Regions from separate parts of the Sus scrofa genome. Here region 2 is linked to region 1. The links are chromatin contacts, called in public HiChIP or PLAC-seq maps. All regions are on one chromosome and are shown on one strand. Each heading gives the region's core, a stretch centred on a gene start, on an enhancer-like site or on the middle of the called end of the contact. The rest is flanking DNA. Distances are from core to core; before and after follow the strand shown.

The links. HiChIP or PLAC-seq counts read pairs in DNA pulled down with a chosen protein or histone mark.
Region 2: a contact with region 1 is called in an H3K27ac HiChIP or PLAC-seq map of alveolar macrophages. The contact joins two enhancer-like sites. A contact is called at or near these places in 2 of 47 Hi-C or Micro-C datasets (epiblast stem cells and psoas muscle) and 2 of 2 datasets of contacts at active chromatin or transcription factors (alveolar macrophages and skeletal muscle).

The regions. Positions count from the first base shown.
Region 1 is chr7:86,016,145-86,020,708 of Sscrofa11.1, forward strand. CHD2 (chromodomain-helicase-DNA-binding protein 2) reads right to left here. Exons shown (of 38, transcript XM_021099370.1): 26 at 3,084-3,125; 27 at 2,362-2,501. Among named protein-coding and RNA genes, the nearest start is that of CHD2, 89 kb to the right of the region's middle. Within about 2 kb of position 2,402, at least 27 of the 83 cell types and tissues checked have an H3K27ac peak or open chromatin away from gene starts, as enhancers often do. A contact at or near this core is called in alveolar macrophages, where this site is marked.
Region 2 is chr7:86,187,787-86,192,350 of Sscrofa11.1, forward strand. All of the region lies in intron 1 of FAM174B (membrane protein FAM174B), which reads left to right. Among named protein-coding and RNA genes, the nearest start is that of FAM174B, 8.1 kb to the left of the region's middle. Within about 2 kb of position 2,570, at least 27 of the 83 cell types and tissues checked have an H3K27ac peak or open chromatin away from gene starts, as enhancers often do. A contact at or near this core is called in alveolar macrophages, where this site is marked.

The DNA.
Region 1 (4,564 bases), core at 1,152-3,651:
TTCTCTGTTTTATTGTTCTGACTTTATGCCATGCAAATGTTTTACATAATTTAAAAAACAAAGTTTCATCAAAATGAGAAAAGTAATACACAAAATCTGAAAAGACATAAAAACAAAAGGTGCTCAACTACGTATTAAATTGGTGGCATAACCACACAGAGAATTAAAATACAGTATTTTGACTATAGGCTGCTGATCAGATGTATTTTGAGGACAAAAAGAATTGCAAAGAAATTAAACTTTGCATTGAGAAGTCTTACTGTTAAGAGTAACGTTGGTTTTTAACACTTGGAAACGCGTAAAATGTTTAAGACAAATACATGAGTATGTTAACATTTTCAGTAACAAAAATTTTTCGGCTTAGGAGATACCAATAATCTTACATTTGAATTGGAAATGTCAACGCAGACTCAGAATACTAGTTTATAGGAAAGACAGGGGTATGAGAACTAGTCAAGCAATGCCAGGAGGAAGCAATGCGCCAGATTCAGAATGTGAACATGCACAGAAAAGAGGCATGTGGGAGGGAGGAGTCTGTTGTAAGGCAACATCTCCAAATACGCTGCGAGGTGGACTACGAATGGAACAGGGCAGTGTGCACGCTACACCACCAATATGTGAAAATATTATCTGTTCATTTTCTGAACATACATATTTTTATATCTCCAGAAAAAGATAAGAAACAGGGGTACTTGTTTTTCATTTCTGAGCCATGTGAATACAGTACTTATTCAAAGTAATTACAATAACAAATGGGATAAAGTTAAGGTTCATTTTTGGATGTATCCTTTTGGTGCTATAAAAACACATATTTGGGAGTTCCCGTCGTGGCGCAGTGGTTAACGAATCCGACTAGGAACCATGAGGTTGCGGGTTCGGTCCCTGCCCAGTGGGTTAACGATCCGGCGTTGCCGTGAGCTGTGGTGTAGGTTGCAGACGCGGTGTAGGTTGCAGACGCGGCTCAGATCCTGCGTTGCTGTGGCTCTGGCGTAGGCTGGCGGCTACAGCTCCGATTCGACCCCTAGCCTGGGAACCTCCATATGCCGCGGGAGCGGCCCAAGAAATAGCAAAAAGCCAAAAAAAAAAAAAAAAAAAAAAAACCCACATATTTGGATCATTATCCAAACACTCAAGTTATTTAAGTTTCTTTTATGAAAAAAATGTATCTAATGGTAAAGATGGTAAATTTAATGTTATGTGTTTTTTTTTTTTACCGCAATAAAAAAATTGAAAAAAAATTTTTTAAAATGGTTACTATATTCAAGTAAAATTCTATTTTTTTTTAGTAATAACCCTAAGAAGAAAATTTCAAAGCACAGATACTTCTTTGGTTAATGAAACAGCTAACTCTGCAAACCAGAATCGATGACAAGCACTTTATGTGTATGGAGTTATTCAAATAAGCACCCAAGCCCTTTGAGGTAGATACTATTACTTCATTTGCGAATGAGACCTTTGAGAGGCTACCCCTTGTCTCAGGCCTTACAGCTAAGAAATGGCTGCCTCCATGTCCTGAATACTTAGCCACAGCTGACAGAGCCTCCTGTTAGTAACCTCTAACTCAATGAAGGGTGACAAAAAACACGATAGCCACTTGGGTCATTGCTCTGGCACAGGTTCAATCCCTGACCCAGAACTTCTACATGCTGGGGGTGTGGCCAAAAAAAGAGTGACAAAACAATGGGGCAATGGCACAGATAAATCACAGCCCAGTGAACTGGAATGACAACACCCTCATCTCTCTGTTTGAGGTTCAACTATAACAATGTCCTTTAACAATAAGGACTCCAGCTCTCTCTTGTCAGCTCCTGCTTTTAGCGAACAGGCAAAACACCTTCTGGGGTATAAGCAAAAACATACTACAGTAGGTCAAATCCAATTACAACAAATTCCAGTGCCAAGAAAGTAAACGTTCACAATACTTATCTACTATTTTACTTATTGTAATTCTCTAAATCCTTTATCACAGCAAAACAATACGGGTATGTATATCCAAGATAATACTGATGTTTGTGGTATGTAATATCCTCCCTACAAAAAACAAACGTGTCCACTCAGCTTTACCCATTCTGGTCTTTACATCATTCAAACCAATTTAAACTTCCTATAGTGACATTAAAAGAAAACATTCTTGTTCATCACTTTGCACCTTCTACAAATCAATTTTATGAGTAAATCTCTGGGATCTTACAACTGAGCTCACATAAAGTCAGGTGAGAATATACATCTCAAAATAAGTACAGATCAATGGAGTACAAGTGCTCTTCTAAAAAAAAAAAAAAATAGCCCTCTAGCAGCAGAGATCCCAACCCCCGAGTGCCAGGTCCTAGAGAATCAAGAAGTAGAGACTGGGTGACTCACCCTCGCTGGCATTTTCTTTCAGCTGCTCTTCATATTCCTGCATTGCTGACACACAGCTGTTGTGAATCAACTCCCCCAGGCGCTTCAGATCTGCCACAGACTTATCTACCAGCTCAGCGTCACGTGCTATGCACTCCAGCCTGAGGAAGGACAAACACGGGGACATGTCAAGGCCCTGCGCCCACTTTTCTGATGTCACATGAACTGCCACTTGGTTTCACATAAGCCTGCTCCAGCAAAGACACTTTTCTCTACATTCCTTAATTGATCATTCCGAGGCTCCAACAAGAACCCTCCAACGGTGACTAAGGACTAACTTACTTTCCATCCTAAAGAATCCGATTTGGAATAGTCCACAAAACAGTCATTTTAAAAAACAGAAAGAAAGGTTTTGTGTTATTAACTTTACTAAAAGGCAGTCCCATAATGCTAGCAGATAAAGTGCCTGAAAGCTACCTGCACTAGTTTGCTTCTTTGTGCTCACTTTCCTTTCTCTAGCCTACTTTCATTCACTGTCATGTTCCTAGAAGCAAAGTACAGTTTCATCTACATTATGTCTTGTTGATCTCCAAGTCATCTGGAGCATGTGAGTACGTTAATGTCTAAAAATCAGACTGTCAAAAAGTGCCACACCTTAAAGGAAAAGCAGAACCATAAAAAGAAACTGCTACATAATAAGTGAAAAAGAGGTGGATAAGGAGCTATTACATTACCGGGCTTACCGTTCAAGAGGGAGACCAAACTTCTTATATGCCTTGATGAACCTAAGAACAGGATCAATAAGTCACATTAAAAAACAGACTTTAGCTATGTTAATGAAAACATATTCTGTGATGAAATACACATGAATGGTCAAAAGGGCTCAATCCCTGCTACTGCCTTAAACAAATGAATCATGAATGCCTTTGAAAATGGCCAACTTAAAATAATGAGTGCTAAAAATCTATTCAAACTAAAGAGCAACTTTATTCTCAGTGACTGGTCATGAAACTGCTTTGGGACATAACTGAGAATGACGACTTAAATATCATTGTTTTAGTGAGGTCCCTGGTGGCCTAGTAGTTAAAGATTCAGTGTTGTCACTGCTGTGGCTTGGGTTTGAGCCCTGGCCTAGGAATTTCCGCATGCCATGGGCACAGCCAAAAAAAAAAAAAAAAAAGTATGGAAAAAACTATTATTTTTAGAAGGTACAAGTTTTTGGAGTTCAATATGTAATAAATGATTTAAAAACCACAACTCTTGTGATAAAATCCAGTATAAGTTAACTAAGCTATTTAGTCCACTACTATTACTTTCATCTCCATACTACAATATTTTCCATTATTTTCTAGCCAATGATACAACTCTAAGATTGTTAGAACTGCCTCAAATACTTTTTGGAATAAGGCAGAGTAAAATAATACATGATTTTACACTTATTAGGCAAAACTATTTTGGCAACTCTGCTGACTCCTGCCCAACCTTTTCTCCAACCAAAAATCTAATCTATCCTTCCACAAGTCTCTAGCCTAAACCATGCTAAATGCCAGTCCATGTGTAATCCTCTCCCCTCCCTATAGCTAACCACCAACACTCTCACTAAAAAGCAAGATATCACAATATATCAAAGGCATCACTGCAACATGCCAAATTACTAAAATAATCTCATTAGGTGACAGTGAAAGGAGAGATACAATGGGGGAAAGAAATAAAAAGAGAGGGCATAGCAATTAAAGAAAATGAGAATGAATACAACAAAAGCTAAGAAATAATATTAAAGGAACAGCATGGACACAAGAATTAGGAAAGTATTAAACGTGAAATCAAACCTGAGGATTATTCCTCAACTCCACATATCTTCTTCTTGCTATATACCGAAATATTTTACATCTGAAATGTCATTTGGAATTCATTTCAAAATAATACTGAGACAGTGAAACACTACTGGAATGGTTGGGTAAGGACCTCTGAAAATCTGCTCTTCTATAAAAGCAACAAGAACACTGGCAAAAACTGTCAAAATCAACTTTGTTGGAACTCTGGAAATTAACCAAAGGCAGCCAACTTATGAACATTTCTTCAAGAAAACGGCTGAATCTTAGTATGAACAGCTGGCATTTTATTATTATTATTATAGTTGATTTACACTGTTCTGTCAATTTCTGCTGTACAGCAAAATGGCACAGTCCTACATCTATCCACATTCTCTTTCTCATATTATCTT
Region 2 (4,564 bases), core at 1,320-3,819, 170 kb after region 1:
TACCCCTACGCTAATGCATGACCACCTTTAACACTTTTCAACTAATGGTCTGTTTTTTTTTTGTCTTTTTAGGGCCTCACCTGTGGCACATGGAAGTTCCCAGGCTAGGGGTCTAATTGGAGCTGTAGCTGCTGGCCTGCGCCACAGCCACAGCAAAGCCAGATCTGAGCCACGTCTGCTACCTACACCACAGCTCACAGCAACGCCGGATCCTTAACCCACTGAGCGAGGCCAGGGATGGAACCTGCGTCCTCATGTTATTAATCAGATTTGTTTCCGCTGAGCCCTACTAATGGTCAGACTTGTTTCATCTATACCCATACCTGCTCTCCCTGCCAGATATTTTTATTTCCCCCAACATTTTTTTTTCTTTTGGGTGCATCTGAGACTTGGAAGTTCTCAGGCCAGGGAGTGAACCTGTGCCATAGCAGTGGCCCAAGCCACTGTAGTGACAATGCCGGATTCTTAACCTGCTGCACCACAGGAGAAATACCCCAACACTTTTCCTTTAGAAAAAAATTTCTAAAGAAACTTTTTTTTATAAATTTTGAGGCTACTGAAAAATTATACTAGTATTGTAAACATCCATATCCCCTAAATTCATCAATTGGGTTTTTCTCCAGCTTTAGTGAGATATACTTGACACATAGCATAGGGTAAGTTTAAGGTGTACAAGATGTTGATTTGATGGTCAAGTTGGTTATGCTTTAACTATTTGAAATAGGAATGGACAAGGGAAATGTCTAATTTCTAAGAACCTTCCTTCAGAGCAGCTGACCTTCTGTCAGACCAGGTACCTCTCCTCCTGCAGCATGTAAGCTGAAGATTATCTGTGAAATAAGGTCTGGAATGTACCCCTGCAAGTGATTGGGGACCTTGGAAAGGAGTCATCCCCCATCTCTGAGAGTGAGTTTGGGGGAAGTGAGAGCAATTTGCTGGCAAGAGATCTAAGTCACATGCTTCTTTCTCTTTTTTTTTTTTTTTTTTTTTTGTCTTTTATCTTTTTAGGGCCACACCCACAGCATATGGAGATCTCCAGGCTAGGGGTCAAATTGGAGCTGCAGCTGCCGGCCTTTGCCACAGCCACAGCAATGCTGGATCCGAGCCACGTCTGCGACCTACACCACAGCTCACAGCAATGACAGATCCTTAACTCACTGAGCGAGGCCAGGGATCCAACCTGAACCCGAGTCCTCAAGGATACTAGTTGGGTTGTGAACCACTGAGCCATGAAGGGAACGCCCTAAGTCACATGCTTCTTATAATCCTATTATCTCTCAATCTTTGCTCTTTTCATGCTTTCCCTCCCTTGAAACCCCTTCTCTTTTCTTTTCTCCAATCAGTCTCTGTTAGATTTCTCCTTTCCTTCCTTCCTTCCTCCCTTCTTTCCTTCCTTCCTTCCTTTCTCTCCCTTTCCTCCCTTCCCTTCTCCTCTTCTGCACCTGGGGCATATGGAAGTTCCCTGGCTAGGGCTCAGAAGTCAAATCAGAGATACAGCTGCAGGCCAAAACCACAGCAATACCAAGCTGCATCTGGGACCTACACCACAGCTCACAGCAATGCTGGATCCTTAACCCACTGAACAAGTCAAAACCCACATCCTCATCGATACTAGTTAGGCTCATTACCACTGAGCCACAATGGGAACTCTTCTGTTGGATTTCCAGTGTTGCCTTCAGCAATATACTCCTTTCGGTAGTGAGTTGTGGGATTCCAGTGCCCAGGCTGCTGGCCTTCATCCAGGTAGCCATGCTTCTTTCTTGTCTTTGTGTGCTGGCGGTCTCACCCCAAGCGAGCTGATTCACTCGATTCTAGCTTTGAACTCTGGACTCAGAGCTTCCTTTGCCTTCTGGGATTTCCCCTTAGATATCTCAAAACCCTCTCAGGAGTTCCCGTCGTGGTGCAGTGATTAACAAATCTGACTAAGAACTATGAGGTTGCGGGTTCAATCCCTGGCCTTGCTCAGTGGGTTAAGGATCCGGTGTTGCCATGAGCTGTGGTGTAGGTTGCAGACGTGGCCTCGATCCCGCCTTGCTGTGGCTCTGGCATAGGCCGGTGGCTACAGCTCCGATTGGACCCCTAGCCTGGGAACCTCCATATGCCGAGGGAGCGGCCCTAGAAAAGGCAAAAGGACAAAAACAAACAAAAAACACAAAAAACAAAAACCAAAAAAAAAAAAACAAAAAAACTCTCAAAGTTAGCATGTCTAAAAGTGAACTTGTGGAGTTCCCACGTGGCTCAGAGGAAATGAAACTGACTAGTATCCATGAGGCTGCAGTTTCGATCCCTGGCCTCGATCAGTGGGTTAGGATCTGGCGTGGTTGTGGCTGTGGTGTAGGCCAGTAGCCGTAGCTCCGATTGAACCCCTAGCATGGGCGTGGCCCTAAAAGACAAAAATAAATAAATGATAAATAAAAGTGCTCATGACTTTCTTTCTCTGCTACCCAGCCACTATTTGAGAGCCCTTGCCCCCTTCGATTTTCTTTCTATCTGTCGGCTTGTCCGAGCCAGACACTGGGGAGCCATCTCTGGCACCTCCCTTTCCTGCGCACCCCCTAGCCACTGAGTTCTGGTACTTTCCCCATCTCTCAGTCGTTTCCGTCTCCAGGTCCCTATCCTGACCCAAGACAAATCCTTCCTCTTAGACTCCAGTGGTAGTTCTTTAACTGGTCTCCTGCACCTGGGAGGACCTGCCCCCCTTCAGTCCCCCACTTCAGCTGAACCCCCAGCAGAGAAGACCTCAGTCACCCTGTTAAAATGCAAATCTGACCTTGTTAAATGCAAATCCAATCTAGTTACCCAGCCCTCTCCCCTCCTGGGTTTAAAAACCCATCAGTGGGCTCCTGCTGCTCTGTGGATCTAGATCCAAAGCCCCACCAAGAACTAGGCTTACAAGGCTGCCTGCCTTTTGCTCCTCCCTCCAGGGTGGGCAGCTCCCATCCTGCTCCCCTGCTCTTTGGGCTCCAGCCATGTGGCCTTGCAGTCGTCCCACTTTCCAGGAGCCACTGACAGGCCCTCCCTTCTGCCTGAGCATTGACTTCCCACCCCTCACCTTCCTGGGACACCTCCATCTCTTCGTCATCCCTTTATCAGGGATGCTTTCCCCCCCACCCCCGCAATGGGCAGTTCTCCCCTTGTGCACTCACAGCACTTACTATGGTGTGCTATTTTATTGCTGTGATTCTCTGTCCATTTCCTTACCTAGACCTAAGGTCCATAGATAGGGACTCTGTCTTTCTTCACTGGTCTTTGTATCTTAACTATGGTGGCAGGCCCATAGCAGCCATCGAATAAATATTTGTTGAATGAATGAATAAATCACTAGTAAGAAACAGTGCTGAGTTCTGAAGATCAACGTTAATAACCAATTACCTAGCACCGTTATTGCCACCTAGTGGAGACTGATGTTACGATACCGCTGGGCCCATTCTCAGTCGATTGCCCTTTATAGACATCTGTTGTACTCCTGGCCCAGAAGGGAATCAATACATGAATAATAGATTCTTGGTGCGGTATTATAGCAGGCACTTCTCAACATTGCCTACTTGATGTCTGAGCAAAGGGCATGTAAGCTGCCTTCCCCAGAGTCACGAGCTAAGGGGGAGACTTGTAATTCAGCACCAGGTTAGAGAGCCTAGCCCCACTACTTCTGTGTTTTCTGCCATTTGTTACATGGAATGTACCCATAAGAAAACTAGAATCATTGTAGTGGTTGCAGAGGGCCTGAACAAAACTCGCTTTAATGGAAGAAAATATATTTTGTAGCTAGAGAATGTACTATGGGGCTCTTGGAATTTCATCAACACATGAGAATTCCCAGACGAGTGCTCACTGGTTATGCGCAACCGAAGACCGGTGAATGTTCTCATTTGAAGGCCCCAGGACAATTCTATATGCAGTATTGCTGGATGGCTCACAGATCTCAGCATATTTTTCCTAGGCTTTTTGATTTTCTGGCCCAGGAAGTGCTGGTCTTCAAATCTCTGCAAGGTTTTAGGTCATTTATGAAGTAATTCCTTTTTTTTTTTGGCTACACCTAAGGCATGCAGAAGTTCCAGGGCCAAGAATTGAACCCACATCACAGCAGCAACCTGCTACTGCAGTGACAATGCCAGATCCTTAAACTGCTGAGCCACAAGAGAACTTGAGTAAATTTTTTAACAGTCTTCATATAGCACATTTGAGATCTCTGGTAAACAGTAATTACATTCATCACCAGCCACTTCCAGTGTTTTTTGGAAACAAAGTTTTATTCATACAATGTATGAAACAGTTGTTCTTTGCTTTATGTTCCTGACAAGTTTATGCAAATAAATGGGGAGGGGTAAATCTGATAATTTGATAATTTTCTATTGAATAAATTAAAAGAGCCAAAGTATTAACTTTTTAAAATTAATTAATTTTTTTGGTGTGGCACCCACGGCATGCAAAAGTTCCCAGGCCAGGGATTGAACCACATCACAGCAGTGACAATGCCAGATATTTAACCTGCTGAGCCACCACGAAAGTCCCAGAGTGTTCATTTTTACCATCAAGTTGTGTGGAGGAGTAAGAAATATGTTGT